2 separate regions of the Mus musculus genome follow, and region 2 is linked to region 1. Evidence: chromatin contacts called from public promoter capture Hi-C data. All regions are on one chromosome and are shown on one strand. The core of a region is the stretch at or near the end of the contact, and the rest is flanking DNA. Distances in the headings are between cores, read along the strand shown. Region 1 holds the start of Rangrf (RAN guanine nucleotide release factor). Region 2 holds the start of Kcnab3 (potassium voltage-gated channel, shaker-related subfamily, beta member 3).

Evidence for each region. Capture Hi-C pulls out chosen DNA fragments and counts their contacts.
Region 2: a promoter capture Hi-C map of adipose tissue shows a contact between it and region 1. The contact joins the promoter of Kcnab3 here to the promoter of Rangrf in region 1. A contact is called at or near these places in 1 of 484 Hi-C or Micro-C datasets (CD4 T cells), 1 of 115 datasets of contacts at active chromatin or transcription factors (pancreatic cancer cells) and 2 of 9 other capture datasets (adipose tissue and liver).

The regions. Positions count from the first base shown.
Region 1 is chr11:68,969,987-68,977,224 of GRCm38.p6, forward strand. It overlaps Rangrf (RAN guanine nucleotide release factor), which reads right to left and starts at 3,869. Exons shown (of 5, transcript NM_021329.3): 1 at 3,656-3,869; 2 at 3,455-3,571; 3 at 3,131-3,287; 4 at 2,957-3,042; 5 at 2,498-2,755. The coding sequence starts at 3,732. The coding sequence ends at 2,635. It overlaps Slc25a35 (solute carrier family 25, member 35), which reads left to right. Exons shown (of 5, transcript NM_028048.2): 2 at 738-803; 3 at 1,198-1,350; 4 at 1,683-1,817; 5 at 1,964-2,529. The coding sequence ends at 2,137. Gm32384 (a long non-coding RNA gene) reads right to left here. Exons shown (of 4, transcript XR_001780244.1): 4 at 7,018-7,055.
Region 2 is chr11:69,322,402-69,329,639 of GRCm38.p6, forward strand. Kcnab3 (potassium voltage-gated channel, shaker-related subfamily, beta member 3) reads left to right here and starts at 3,857. Exons shown (of 14, transcript NM_010599.4): 1 at 3,857-4,522; 2 at 5,719-5,762; 3 at 5,850-5,887; 4 at 6,108-6,187. The coding sequence starts at 4,281. It overlaps Trappc1 (trafficking protein particle complex 1), which reads left to right and starts at 1,585. Exons shown (of 5, transcript NM_001024206.2): 1 at 1,585-1,665; 2 at 1,757-1,855; 3 at 1,994-2,064; 4 at 2,423-2,561; 5 at 3,038-3,392. The coding sequence starts at 1,757. The coding sequence ends at 3,166. Cntrob (centrobin, centrosomal BRCA2 interacting protein) reads right to left here and starts at 1,472. Exons shown (of 19, transcript NM_172560.3): 1 at 289-1,472. The coding sequence starts at 561.

The DNA of each region.
Region 1 (7,238 bases), core at 2,619-5,118:
GTCTTATTCCTGGGGCTGACTTTGTGTAGAAGGATGAGGAATCTGAGAAACAGGCGTCACGAAGTGTAGGTCAGGAAAGTCCCGGGCATCACAGAATTGTACACACTCTCACAACTTGCTCCTGTGAGTTATCAGATGGTGAAGGGCTGGAAGCCTGGATCCAGAGAGGGTTGGTGTCCTGCTCAAGGTCACACAGCTGTTCGTTACTGGGACTAGGCCAGGCTTAGTGAGCCAAGGAGATGATCTTACAGGAGCGCCAACTTGGTCTCACTCCTAGTGTATGAGATTTGAGGACAAAGGCATCTTCAAAAATCAGCTGAATTTGTGCCCTTAGGGTAGTCTTGACAGGGAGGCTGGTGGAGGTGGCAGCTGGAGATCTGATCTGGAATGGGAGCTGGCATAAGAGGCAAGGCATCCAGAACTTTCCTAACATGAAGTCTTAGGAAATATTACCATTCTCCGATCTCCACTCCCCACCCCCAGCCCCAAGGGAAGTAGGATGTGAAGGGGGCGGGGCATCTTGCAGGCCTAAGAGATCCGTCCCCTGGGACTGCAGCCAAGGGACAGAGCCTCATGACCAATTTGTTAAGTGGGAAAAACAGTAATTACCAGATTAAAAGAATATATTCATTGCTTAATACCCTAGAGGAAGTGTGAGTGAGGGCTTTGGGTGTTTTGGTCTCCATGGTGGGAAAGTGACCCCTGGGACACAGGCTGTGATACTTTCTTGTCTCCAGGTGAAGACACACCTACAGGCACAGGCAGCCTCTGAAATTGCTGTAGGGCACCAGTATAAGCATCAGGTGAGGGTTCCCCAAACCACTGGAGCACCCGACCATCTCCCCCCATTTTTCCCTAACTTTCTGCCTATAGCTGGCAGCTCCATCTAGCCACTGCTTTGCCCGACCCCATCAAGCCCCGCTCGGTCAGACCCTAGAGCCCGTCCTCACCCTCATATCCCTTGTGCCTCAACTCTCCTGCACCTGTTTATCCTGCCCCGTTCTCTTGACCTGCTGAGGTCCTCCATTCCATACCTCCAGCCTGAACTCTGGGTTGGTGAGTATCAGCAGACACCTGAGGGCCCCTACACTGGACTTGCTGTCTGGACAACAGGTGCATAGCACTTGTCAGCTTTAGCAGGAGGCAGTCGCTGATGCTGGGGTGACTGAACCTCAACCACATGGTCTTCCCCCCCAGGGCATGTTTCAGGCACTAACCGAGATTGGCCAGAAACATGGTCTAGTGGGGTTGTGGCGTGGGGCCGTGGGCGGCCTGCCCAGAGTTGTCATCGGCTCCTCTACCCAGCTGTGCACCTTCTCATCTATCAAGGACCTCTTGAGCCAGTGGGAGGTACTTCCTGGGAACGGGTGGGGCCATCCCTGGAATGGGAAACAAGGGTGGAAAAAGGGAGGTGGGCCCTGGTTCAAAAGTGAGGGAGCTATAGGAGGACTCGAGGATCAGTGATCCCTTAGGATGCTGCCATCATCTCCTAACAGAAGGGGTACCTGAGCCCTCTGGACACTCCTTCAGTTATCACTGTGTTATCTCTGATGGTATGGAAGCTCCCAGAATTACCAGTTGTGTTCCCAGGGCAGTGCTCATCCTGCCCTAAAGTTAAACAACTGTGTGGTTGATAAAAAAAAAAAAAAAAACAAACCAAACAAACTTTATCTTTCTTATAGATCTTCCCTCCCCAGAGCTGGAAGGTGGCTCTGGCCGCTGCCATGGTGAGTGGTGTCGCCATAGTCGTGGCAATGACACCCTTTGATGTAGCCAGCACAAGACTTTATAACCAACCCACTGATACTCGAGGCAAGGTAAGGAAGTACTGCAGGGTCCAGGCTGACAGGGAGAGCTGGGGGTGGGCAAGCAGATCCTCAGATGCTGCCTGGAAAGGTGTCTGGCCCCGGCGGGCTCTGACATGCACCTCCTGTGCTCTCCCTTCCTCTCTGACGTGCTCCAGGGCCTCATGTACCGGGGGATCTTGGACGCTCTGCTGCAGACAGCGCGGACAGAGGGCTTTTTTGGCATGTACAAGGGTATAGGTGCCTCCTATTTTCGCCTCGGCCCCCACACTATTCTCTCCCTCTTCTTCTGGGATCAGCTGCGCTCCTTTTACAACACATATGCTAAATAACAATCACTCTCTTGTAACTCCAGATCAACACTCTTTGGGCACCTCTGCCTCTACTTCCTATCACAGTGACTGCTGACAGATTGACCTCTCAATGCCCCTAAGGGGGACAGCCACGCCCACTCCTCTGTTCTCCTAGGGTTGAGTCACTGAGTGGGTCTTGCTTTAAATTTTTCCACAAATCCCCCGATATATTTCATACCCATCTCAGGGTTGAATCAGTCACTCCAAAGTATATTTCTACTGCCATTCTTGGGTTCCCCCCAACTCCCTGCTCCTATACACAGCTTTAACTCCCCCCCCTTCCAAGACCAAAGGGAACTGGGAGACCCAGGTGTCCTCTTAGATTTGAAGGCACAGAAATTATGTTCTTCATAAAGCAAGTTTATTTCTGCAGAGGAAGTGTCTTATGTTTACATCCAGGGAAGAAGCAGAAAGAAACTCCCCCTCTCAGAACTGGGTCCCCGAGTCCTCAGTAGCACGTTGTGTCTCAACGATCTTTACTGGGGACCAAAGAGGTTGGGATCATGAAGAGTCAAACTAGTTACCAGCTGTTCAAAGTTACTCAGGCTCCAAGGTGGACATGACAGATTTTCAGGGCCAAGAGACCTGCTGTGACACCTTAGGGTAAGGGAATAGAGGGAGAAGGAAAATGGTCCGGCTTGAGGTTTGCAAGATCACACTTCCTATCCCCCAGAAGACCTGACCCTCCTCCCCCAAAGCCTGTGGCTTATTTCTGCTTCCTTGAAGGAATTTGACCCACCCAACTTAATTGTCGTGGGGACCCAATTGGGAGGTTCCCACCCGCTCTTTCGTCCTTACGGGGGCTGATTGAAGGTGAGCAAAAGATCAGTCTGATACTGGGGCAGCCGCAGCAAGGCCTGATGCAGTGTGACATCCTTTGCTACCTAAAGGGATCAGAATCAGCATGCTTACCAGGATACCTGGAGTTATCCCTCCCCGACTCCAGGGCGTCCCATTCGCCATAGCCCTCACCTGCTGGTTTTCTTTAGCTACCTGCTGCTTGCCAGAAAGGGACCAGGCATCCTGACAGCAGCCTCTCAGGGATAAGTTCTCCAAACAGAGAGGCTGCACAGATAGCACGTGCACAGCCCTAGCCCCCTGCACCCGGCCAACGTCCTCAAAATGGTACCTGGCATGGGAGGAACAGTGGTAAGGAGGAGCATGTCTGAATAACCCAGCCCCACCCTCGAGCCTGGTCTGCTATTGCCCTTGGGAGTTTTCGTCCTGAATAACCGTCCAGCCACAGACCCCGCCCACTTTCTCGGCTCCCGGCCTCCCGTTGGCTAGCTTTCTCACCGCGCAGCCGCTTCGCCCTGCACGTGGGCCTGCAGCTCCAGAAGTTCTATGATCAGACTCTGGTCGGTCACAGGATGGCAGAAAACTTCTTGGTTGTCTGGCACCGGTCGGAGGTCACTGGAGAGGGACAGGGAACCCTCTTGTCTCTGGCTTTTTCCCATAACCCACCCGATCGGCCTCCGGGGAGGCTGGCTTTCTCACCTCACATCAATGGCCCCTGTAGGGAGGATGGCGGAGAAGGCGCCTCCGAACAGTGGACAGTTTCTGTTGGGCTCCATAGATCTAGTACTTGAGTCTGGACATTAGCGAGGTTTTAAAGAAACCTACATGAGCCTTTGAGACATCATTTCCCCTGGTGTTCCCGGAGCACCCACTACCTCCTCCCGTCCTACTAAGCAATGGGACCTTTAAGATCTGGTCACGCCCTGCGAGCACGCTGACCAATCGGCGCCCGCGCTTCGGGGGCGGGGCTATCCTTGGGGGCTAGTCTCTGAAGCCCGGCTCTTTGGAAAGACCCAGGACCGCTGGGGTCTGCTTTGCAGTTGTACTTGAGTTTAGGGTTGGTGATGCTAGTGATGGGTTAATCCCTCGTGCCCACTTGCTCCTTCATTGTAAAGGAGTTATACCTTCTAAGAAGGTCACTTGAGACCGCCCTTAAGGACAGTTGTTCAGTTAAAGGGCGGGTTGTGGGACCACTTGACTCCAGTGGAGCGACAACCAGACCACTAACTCCAGGATCTAATGCTGGGACTTGGGGAAACAACAGGCCCAGGTGTGGGTCTAGGTTAAGATTCAGACCTCAAGCCTTGATACCTAACCCGAGGATTACGGTTCTAATCCCCTCAAATCTTCCCCTAGGGAGGGCAAGGGGAAGCTCTCTCCCACACCTGAGCCAAAGCACAGATTAAACTATTGTTTTTCCTTTACGGATTTTTAGAGTGTTCTTTTTAAGTATTTGTTCAACTTTTATCCTCCCAGTTAATTTCTCCATTCATCCTTGATCTCTTGCACCTGGCAAAGTGTTTGGCACATAATAGGCCTGGTGGTATACTGCTGCACTGCGGGATGAATCTAGATGCCTGGAGTCCATGAGGCCACCCATGCTCTCATGGATTTTACACCCAGCTGAGAACCGGGCAAAGAGGTTGATTCTCACCTCGACCAATGAACCCTCATAATTTACTGAATTGGAGGCAAGGGTCACGTGCCTCAGAGTGCAGCTCATTTCCTTCGTGAGCCTGACAATACAAAAGTCCACCTCGCCAAGGTGTAAAAGTACCAGTGGAACTCGCTTTGCGTCTTGAAGTTTGATTTACAGAGCTCTTGGGGGCATCCTAGAGATGTTCTAGCCGGGACATAGGTGTAGAAACTTAGCACAGTGTGTACTCTAGGAAATGCAAATATGCAAGGGGGAGGGCAGGCAGATGGAGTCAGGGAGTTGTGAAGATGGTTAAGGATGGAGGATTTTGCTTGTCCACTTACTGTTTGCAATGCTAGGGATTGAGCCCAGGGGCCTCTACCATTAGATTCTCTCTCTCCTTCTCCCTCTCCCTCCCTCCCGTAACTGAACCTTAGCCTCTTAAGTGTACTCAGTATGTGCCCCCACCCCGGCTATCCTGGAACTCACTCTGTAGACCAGGCTGGAGTCGAATTCAGAAATTCTGCCTGCCTCTGCCTCCCGAGTGCTGGGATTAAAGGCGTGCGGTGACTCCTTCTTACTGTAGGCATCTGGCTTCTCTCTGAACTTTTCCTCATCTCTAAAGCACTGTTAGGAGTGAAGTGTGGCCACGTGTGGTGGCTCACGCCACATGGCACATCCAGCACTGAAGAGACAAAAGCAGTCAGATCTGTAGTTTGAGACCAGCCTGTTTCTTGTTTCTACATAGTGAGTTGCAGGTCAGCTAGGGTTATATATTGAGACCCTTCCTCAGGCAAGAGAAGGAGGGAGGGAGGGAGGGAGAGAAGAGACAAGATGTGGGTGTGCTTGATCAATCTGTTTCGGGGGGGGGTATCCTGTAACTAGTTTACTCTGTAAGAGAAGGGGTGCAGCCCCCATGGAATAGAAGGAGCTGGCCATGAACGTCTCTCCATGTAGACCTTTCTGTCTCTCCTCCTCACCAGGAGCAACAACAGCTTGAATAGCTTTGTACACAGTCAGGCAGATCAGAAATCCTTGGGTAGGGACCTCCAAGGACATAAATGCTATTAACAAGTTCATAACACTAAGTACCAGGAATGGAGCCCTGTAATGAGCCAGAGGGAGGAGAAAGTTTCTTCAGCTTTCCTCTTAGGATTTCCTGGCGCACCTCAAGTTCTGCAGTGGACTAAGATAGCTGGAGACCTCAGCTTTCTCCAGTCTCTGGGTTCTTGGGATATGACAAGGGTGGGGAGCAGAGATGTGCCAAGGCCCAGGGCCAGATCTCTCCTTGGAGGGTGGGGTGGAAGACCAGCTTGTCTTGGCAGATCTCTATATCCCCACTGTTGATTCACCATCCCTCCCTTGGTATCTGCCATCTCTTGTGCTCTTCTCAATGCTGACACCTCAGGGTGTTCAACCTCAAACTCCTGAAGAAACTGGAGCTGTCTGGGTCAGTTTGTTGTCATTTGATCTGAAAGAACCTATTTGGCAAGCTCTCCTACTTGCATCTTCCCGGAAGCCAGAGTCCAGTGAAAACTGGTCCAGCTGCAGCTAGGGCAGGTGTCATGGACAAGTCTCAGATGGCACACATCTGTCCTTCTCATTGTGTGAGTGTCTCCAGCTCTCAGTCTGCTGGGGACAGCCAACCTACAACTGGAACAGGTTTGGTTTGGTGCTCTGGGATGGTCCTTGCCCTTTGAAAGAACCAAAAGACAGGCTTGGAGGGACCTGGCGAGATAGCTCAGCAGTTAAGAGCACATGTTACTCTTGTAGCGGACCTGGGTTCAATTCCCAGCACTTACGCGGTGGCTCACAATCATCTGCAACTCTAGTTCCAGGGTATTTGCCCACTTCTGACCTTCACAGACACCAGATAGACCAGATGGAGAGCATCGGTGCAGGCTCATAAAATTAAATATATAAATCTAAATGGGGGAAAACAAAGACTGCCCTGGCCCCCAGAGACACAGCAAATCAGTGCCAAGCATCCCTTTATGGAAGAGTTAAGGCAACATAGTTCCTGTATGCAGCAGCTTCAAGCCTTCAGCCCTGCCATGAGTCTCTTTGAAATGTTGGTGAAGGTCATGAATATTCACTCAGAAAAATGTTTGTACATTATGGAATAAAGTGCATAAGAACACAAGAGAAACTAGCTTGTTTTGTTTGTTTGTTTGTTATTATGGAGTCTTGGATGGCCTGAAACTTGATATGTAGATCAGGCTGGCTCTAAACATAGAGATGTTTGTCCTTGAATGTATGTGCACTCTGTGTGCGTGCCTGCGTGTGTGCCTGCGTGTGTGTGTGTGTGTGTGTGTGTGTGTGTGTGTATGTGTGTGTGTGTGTGTGTGTGTGTGTGTGTGTGTTACTTACGGGGTTCAGAAGAGGGTGTTGGATTCCATTGGAACTGGAGTTAGGGATGGTTGTGAACCATCATGGAGGTTCTGGGAACCAAACCTGAATCCTCTGTAAAAGCAACAAGTATTCAGTTATCTTTCCTAAATTTTACTTGATGTGTATGAGGCTTTTATTTACAAGTACCAAACTGTATGTATGGCCTGTATGTATTCCCAGAGGGAATCAGAACCTCTCAAACCAGAGGCACAGACCACCATGTGGGATGCTGTTGAACCGGGTCTTCTGCAACAT
Region 2 (7,238 bases), core at 2,607-5,106, 350 kb after region 1:
CCCCACTTCTAGGACACCAAGCTACTCTACAGGGGCAGGTGTCTGTCCAAACAAAAACATGCAAAAACAAAGCAAAACCCTAGGAACCGTCATAACTTCCCAAATTATAGGTTTATGCCATTCCCTCAAAAGTATCTTCTGTGAGAAAAAAGCATGAAAGCCCTGTGTGCTTGGAGGAGATCGTTTAAATCTAATTAATAGACGCAAGCCACAGCAAAGCTAACCTGAAAGCCCAGGAACCTAATGCTTTCTAACACCCGAGAGATCTCCAAGACGCACCTCTCTCACCTTTTTCTTCAAGTTGTTTTCCAATCCAACGGACAAGCTGCGACTCAGTTCTTGAGCCAAGCTGTCTAAGCCCTCGTTAGGAGGTGAGGAGGTGGGAGCTAGATACAGCTGGGCCCGGGCCGTGGCCTCAGCTTGGCGGCTGAGATGCAAAGAAGTATACAGTTGGGAGGTCACCTCGGAGGACACCTGGTTCAACCCAGGAGGCTCTGACGAATCGCTCAGGAGGTCCTCAGGTCGGAGAGGAGAACTGGGACTGGGGGCTGCTGTCGCCATGTACAGTGAAGAGACAACTGGACTCAGCAGGGGACTGGGAACTCCTGCCTCAGTTCTGAGAGGGGTCCAAACTTGTGGATAAGTTCACAAAGAAGAAAGATTTGGAAGGGAGGAAGACACTTTGGGTCCTCAACAAATGAGCTTTCTGGTTAGAGGAGTGTCCACTGACTCCAGAGACCATGGAGAGGGCAAACACATTCTTTCTCCCAACTCCTGGGAACGGTTAAAAGCGGATGTGCAAGGCAGAAAGTCAGGGGAATGGTCAGAAGACCTGCATGCAGGGAGACAGAACCGCTGCAGTTCCTTCCTCCTAACTAGGGTCCTGGAAATTGCAAATCAGTTTCGGCACGGGTTAACCATGGTTAGCTTTTTTTTTTCCCCACACTCAAAATGTGCAAACTGAAACAGACCTCAAACCAAAGCTGGCCCAATGTATGTCCCCCAATTGGTTTTAGTGAAGAAAGAGGCAAGACTTCAATGCCACAACACCCCCGTTTCGCCCTTTCTTCACCTGTCCCACCCAGAGTCGACTTCCTCGGATTTCCCCTCTAATCCTTCCTGATAAAAAAAAAGCCACAGCAGAGGTCCATAGAATTCCTCCCTATCCCACCCTAAGAAATCTCAATAAAAGGGGCGCGCGCGCGCACAGACATACACCCGGCAACCAGCCGCCTGGTATTCTCTACCGCAACCACCTGGCTCCGACTACTCTGAGCATGTCGGCCCTGGTTTCCCAAGATGAGGAGGACTGTCCCCCAAGCCCCATAACCTCCACAGAGAAAGACCAAAGGCCAACCTCCCTAGCGCGACACTAGCTTGCAAAACCGTTGGCAGCCTCCCGCCCACCGCTTGCAATCCCGCCTCCAACCGAATTACGTCACCCGCCCGCGAGACCAAGCTCCCCGCACATCACTGGGCTTCAGAGGCCCGGGAACGTGGGCACGCATGCGCGCGGCATCGGCGACCACGGATTGGCTTCAGGAGGGAGGCGGAGTCTAGTAAGACTATCGGGGCGGAGTTAAGGGTTCTTGAGGTTGCCGCTTACGACCCAGCTGGGCTTTATAAACCGGAAGTAGCTTGTCACCCTCTTTCAGAGCAATTCCGGTGAGTCCGGGGGTGGGGTTCCCACCTGGCTGAAGAATCAGGTTCTAGAGAGTTGGGTACCAGCCACTGAGCGAGGCTCTTTATCTTGCAGATGACTGTCCACAATCTGTACCTTTTTGACCGGAATGGAGTGTGTCTACACTACAGCGAGTGGCACCGCAAGAAGCAAGCAGGGATCCCTAAGGAAGAGGTGATCGGAGGGTCCCAGCGAATCCCCAAATGCACATAGTCCCAGTCCAGTCCTCTTCCTCCAAATCCCAAGTCCTTCCTATTCCCATCCTGTCCCCCCTCCATAACCGAGATCTAATTCTACCACCTCTCCCTCCAGGAGTACAAGCTGATGTATGGAATGCTCTTCTCCATTCGTTCGTTTGTCAGCAAGATGTCCCCGCTAGACATGTACGGTGGTTTTAGAGGGGTGTTGAAGGGAGGGCTAGCTAGCCAGCCTTGGGAACAGGAGATATTGTTTTGGAATGGAAGTGGCGTGTGGCCCCAAAGAGGGGAGGGTGTGTTTTAGAGAGGCTGAATCTGGATCGAGAATCTTGAAGCTGGCAGGAGCGGATACAGGAATGGTCTGAAAGTGGGGAGAGAGTGAAGGCAGTTGCAATTACATCGGGGGTGGGGATGACCGGAGGTGTTTTTACTCAATGAACCTGCTACAAACTATCTATATGAATAGGAAGGAGTTGACCTTGAGGGCATCACAAATATTTCTTTGGGAGTGATTTCACTCCTGTCTGAATACTCATTTCTGCAGGAAGGATGGCTTTCTGTCTTTCCAAACTAGCCGTTACAAACTCCATTACTACGAGACTCCCACTGGAATCAAGGTTGTCATGAATACTGACTTGGGCGTGGGCCCTATCCGAGATGTTCTACACCATATCTACAGTGCGGTCAGTGTCAGTAGAGGAACCCTTTTCCTCCTAGAGCCCTAGGAGTCCCTCGGGTTTTCTGCCCTTATCCTTCTGTATCACATCCCTGTTGAACTCAGTTTTCTCCAGAGCCTTTAGCTCCTTAAACAGTAATAGCTTCTCTAAGGGAGAGCTTGTGCAGGTTTTTGGGTTTTTTTTTTATAAATGATGTATTTCTTATTTTAATTATATGTATTGTGTAGAGGGTATGTGTGCACATGAGCACAAGTGTCTGTGGAGGACAGATCCTCTGGAGAATTACAGGCAGTTGTGAGCTGACCAACATGGGTGCTAGGCTCTGACTAACCTCTGCAAAAGCAGTAGTATGCTTTCTTAATTCCTGAGCTCTCTCCACCCCAACCCCACCCGTGTATTCTTATATTCTCGAGATTACACCATGTTTGAGATTGAAAATGAAAAGTGTCTCACATCAGGCTCACACACCCTCCTTTTCGCAGCTGTATGTGGAGTTTGTTGTGAAGAATCCTCTGTGCCCGCTGGGACAAACTGTGCAAAGTGAGCTCTTTCGATCCCGGCTAGACTCCTATGTCCGATCTTTGCCCTTCTTCTCTGCCAGAGCTGGCTGAAACATCTACCTCACCCCTCAGAAGAACCTGTGACTGCCTGGGCCCATCTCACTTGTTACATTGAGAGCCCTTCCATCTACCTGTCTCCGAGAGCTTTCCCCCGAAGGCCTACCACCCACTGCCTTCAAGTCATAAGAATGAAGCTCACAGGAGTCTACGCCAGTTTTATCCCTGCTTGACTCTGTGAGAAACACAGAATAAACTGAATAAACTTTTTGTCACCCTCTGCTGCCTGAGTGTGAGTTCCTGTGGCCCCTCCCAGTGTGACTCACACAAAAATGAGAACTAGGGTAGCCACACATCCCTGAAGCCTATAAAGAGGTTTTCCCAGCAGATTTCTCTCGAGCTGGATACTTTGTTGTGTTTTAGAATTTTAGCAGCAACCTTTGCTACCACTTGATAGATGTAGTACACACATCCTGTCTTACCTTTAGCTGTGACAATGTCTCCAAATCTAGTTTTCTCGGGGAACAAAAAACGCCCTCTCGAGTGCACACCACTGACCGGAATGAAAGCGGACACGATTCAAGTACAGAAAGTGAGAACCCCGTTCCTAAAACGGGATGTTCTGGGCAAGGCACACTGATTATTTAAGTTCTGGAGCTTCTGCAGGCGGAGCTTATGCAGATGAGCAGCGTGTTCTACTCAGAGGCAGGCGGCTCCATGCAGATGAAGGGGCGTGGCCTGAATGTTAATGAGCTGGGCTTGCTGCCGACGCGGCTGGGAGCACAGCGGTCCCGCAGCGGTTCCAGCTGAAGTGGCACCCGTCTTTTGCTACCCCTTGTTCCTGGGTAGCTATCCTTGAAGACCGTCCTCGACTTTTCTTTATCCTTACCCGTTTATCCTCCCAATCCCTTCATCACAGCTCCCAGCACCCGAATACCCACCACTCCGGGCGACCCCACGGTTTTCCTTTCCCACCGCAAGACCCGCGACCTCCAACAGCCCGCCCCCGCGGGCCCGATCCCGTTTGGCGGCTCTAGCTGCAGCCTTCTCAGCCTTCCCGCTCTCCCTGCGATCGCGCTATTACCACCACACCGGTGTCTGCCCTCGGACTTCCCGGCTCCCTCCTCCCGCTCCCTCGGAGCCCCCTCCCCCGCCCTGGCCATCCGGCATGCAGGTGTCTATCGCGTGTACCGAGCAGAACCTTCGCAGCCGGAGCAGTGAGGACCGTCTCTGTGGACCCCGGCCCGGTCCTGGGGGCGGTAATGGAGGGCCAGTGGGCGGAGGGCATGGGAACCCTCCGGGGGGTGGAGGACCGAGCTCGAAGTCACGAGCTGCAGTGGTCCCTAGACCCCCAGCACCTGCTGGGGCCCTTCGAGAGAGCACCGGCCGAGGCACTGGCATGAAATACAGGTATGGGGTGGCCGGGCAGCCTATCCATATGCTCCTCTTTTGGGACCCCTGAGGCTTTCTGGGTTAGCCGCCTAAGACCCCTTCAAACTTAGCTTAAAGGTCTGGCTCACCCCCCCCTCTTCTCTCTCACACGCACTCACTCTCTTCCTCTGTTAGTTCCCCCAACTTTGAAATCAAGTTTACCAAGGTTGACAGAGTCCTGTCATACCTAAACGATGCCCCTGAGTTGTCCTCCTTACCCGTAAAAAAGCGGGGAACGCCTGGATCTCCAGGCTGCTCCCCCCACCCCCTCCAATGGAGTGTCCTTGGGTTGGCGTCCTGGGGAGAGGAGGGAGGGAAACAGCATCTCACTCTGGCCGGTTGGGGCGCCTGACCCAGATATTGCCCCCACCAGCCCCGAAGCCAGTCTCCCTCAACCTTTCCAGGGTAGGATCAGGGCCCTAGAGAGGGAAGGGACATTTGAAAGGATGGACCACATCTTTCGCCCTCATGCTGTAAGACAAGAGTTGGCGGGAAGGGTTGTGAAAATTTTACTTTTAACTCAGAGGACTACCGGCCAGAGACTCTCAGAAGGAGGGTGGGGAGCACTTTTGCTTGGGAATGAGCTGAGGTCATTAATGTGACCCACCTTTGTCCTCCGAAGTATCCAATCTTCTCCCTGTAGCAGCCCTGACTAGGAAGTAGGGCTGTTTAATCTGTGCCTTGGAAAAAGAAGGAGGGTCTCTAGTTCAATCTCAGAGGTCAATGAAGAGAGGAAGAGAGAGAGCTGGACTTTCCTGTCAAAGCCCCCCCCATCCCTGCTGCTGCCTTTACTGACCTCATCAACGTGCCTGAGTTGGTTTACATGTCACCACAATCAGCCACATTTTTCAAATCCCACTACTCCACGCATCACAGAGACGACTCAGACACAGGCAGGACCTCACCCAGGAAGAGGAAACCAGAAGGCAGAGATAATAGGAGGGAACGGAGGCACTGAACAGTGGCTCTAGGGTCAATCGCCTTTGTTCACTTGTTCTTTCAACAATATTCCTAGGGCCTCTGCTATGGGATAGCACTGTCCGCCCCATCAGCCCACTGGGTTTGGTTTCTTTGGACTGAGACCCTTGAGGGCTTGGAAGGACAGGAGCTGGGGACTGATAATCCAAGTCCCCAGTGGAGGCTTCATCCTTTCCTGCTGCTTCTGTATCCTGCAGGAACCTAGGGAAGTCTGGGCTCCGGGTGTCCTGTCTTGGCCTTGGTGAGTTAGAACAGAAACTGAGGAAAAGGGGCACGATTTTACGGCCTGTCTCCCACAGTTCTCACGGGTCTGAATTCTCTCTTGCAGGTACCTGGGTCACGTTTGGCTCTCAGATCTCAGATGAGGTATATGTGATGGGACCTAGAAACAGGGTCCAGGTGGTTGTGGCGAGGGAATAAGAAAAGGATTTGGATGAGCCTGGGGGCAGGGTAAAGGACCTGAAGCTAGAGGATGAGCAAAGGAGAGAAAATGTGGGGACCAGGGCTGAAGTGCTGTGGGTTAAGATGCAGGCAGGGAAGTCACTAAGGGCAACCGTTCATCTTCAACTTTTTCTCGCCTCCCTAGACAGCAGAAGATCTCCTGACAGTTGCCTATGAGCACGGCGTAAACCTGTTTGACACTGCTGAAGTGTACGCGGCAGGAAAGTAAGAACTGGGGTGAAAGAGTAAAGTTATATTTGGAAGGCAGCTTGAGAGAACATCAGGGATTCTTGTTTCCCTCTTTGAAGAGAGAGACCTGGGAATTCTGGGAACAATAAAGTTCCAACTTTTCAGGCTAGTAGACACCCTGTGTATTGTGGGAGTTGTAGTTCCCACAATGCTTTCCCCTCTGGATTAGAGGTCATTAGACATTACTGTGCAGTCACATTCAAATAAAACCAACAAATTTATCCTGAAGCTGTATTTTCAAACACAGCACATCACATCCCATGCCTATGGCCTTACGTTGGGAGCAGCCGAAGTCTACATTGCCTACTCTGCCTCTTTATTTGATAAACATTCTTCTTCAAGACTTAGCTCAGGGTCAGCTCCTCCAAGAAACCTTTACCCAACTGCCCAGAATTGGTCATGACCATCGAGCACCCGTGACAATCGGTACTACTTTCTGACATTAAGTAAATGTCTGCTTCATACAAGTATATTTGCTGCTCAACTCAGAGCCTTCCCACCTCCCTGGAGCTTCTCTTCTCAGGAACCTTCATAGAGACCAGCAAAACACATGCACTGTTTCTGGGAAGAGGTCAACATAAGCTTGAAAAACATAGAGTCTAGGAGATTATACAAACAAGGGACATAGGAAAGATCCAGCGTTATACCATGGTTCAATAATTTCAGACTTGTCACAGCCCATAATCATGTACTAACAGAACTCTATAGGCTGGGCATGATGGCACTCACCTATAGTTCCAGCATTGGGAGGGTAAGGGGAGAGGAATGAGAATTTGAGGCTAACCTGGGCTAACAAAGTGAGATCTTGTTTCTAAATGTGGGAGGGAAGAAGAAAAGGGGACCTGTGTGAGCAACTCTATGGAAGCTGACGAAAGGGCTCCCCACAAACTGGCAGTCACAGGCAGAACCAGAGCTGGGATTAGGAGGGTGGCTGGAATTTTATAGAGGCAGAGGAAGGGGAGAGTAACCCAGTCTGTTTCTCTTGCCCTGTTGCAGTCTACCCCTTAAGCACCCACAATAGGGTTTG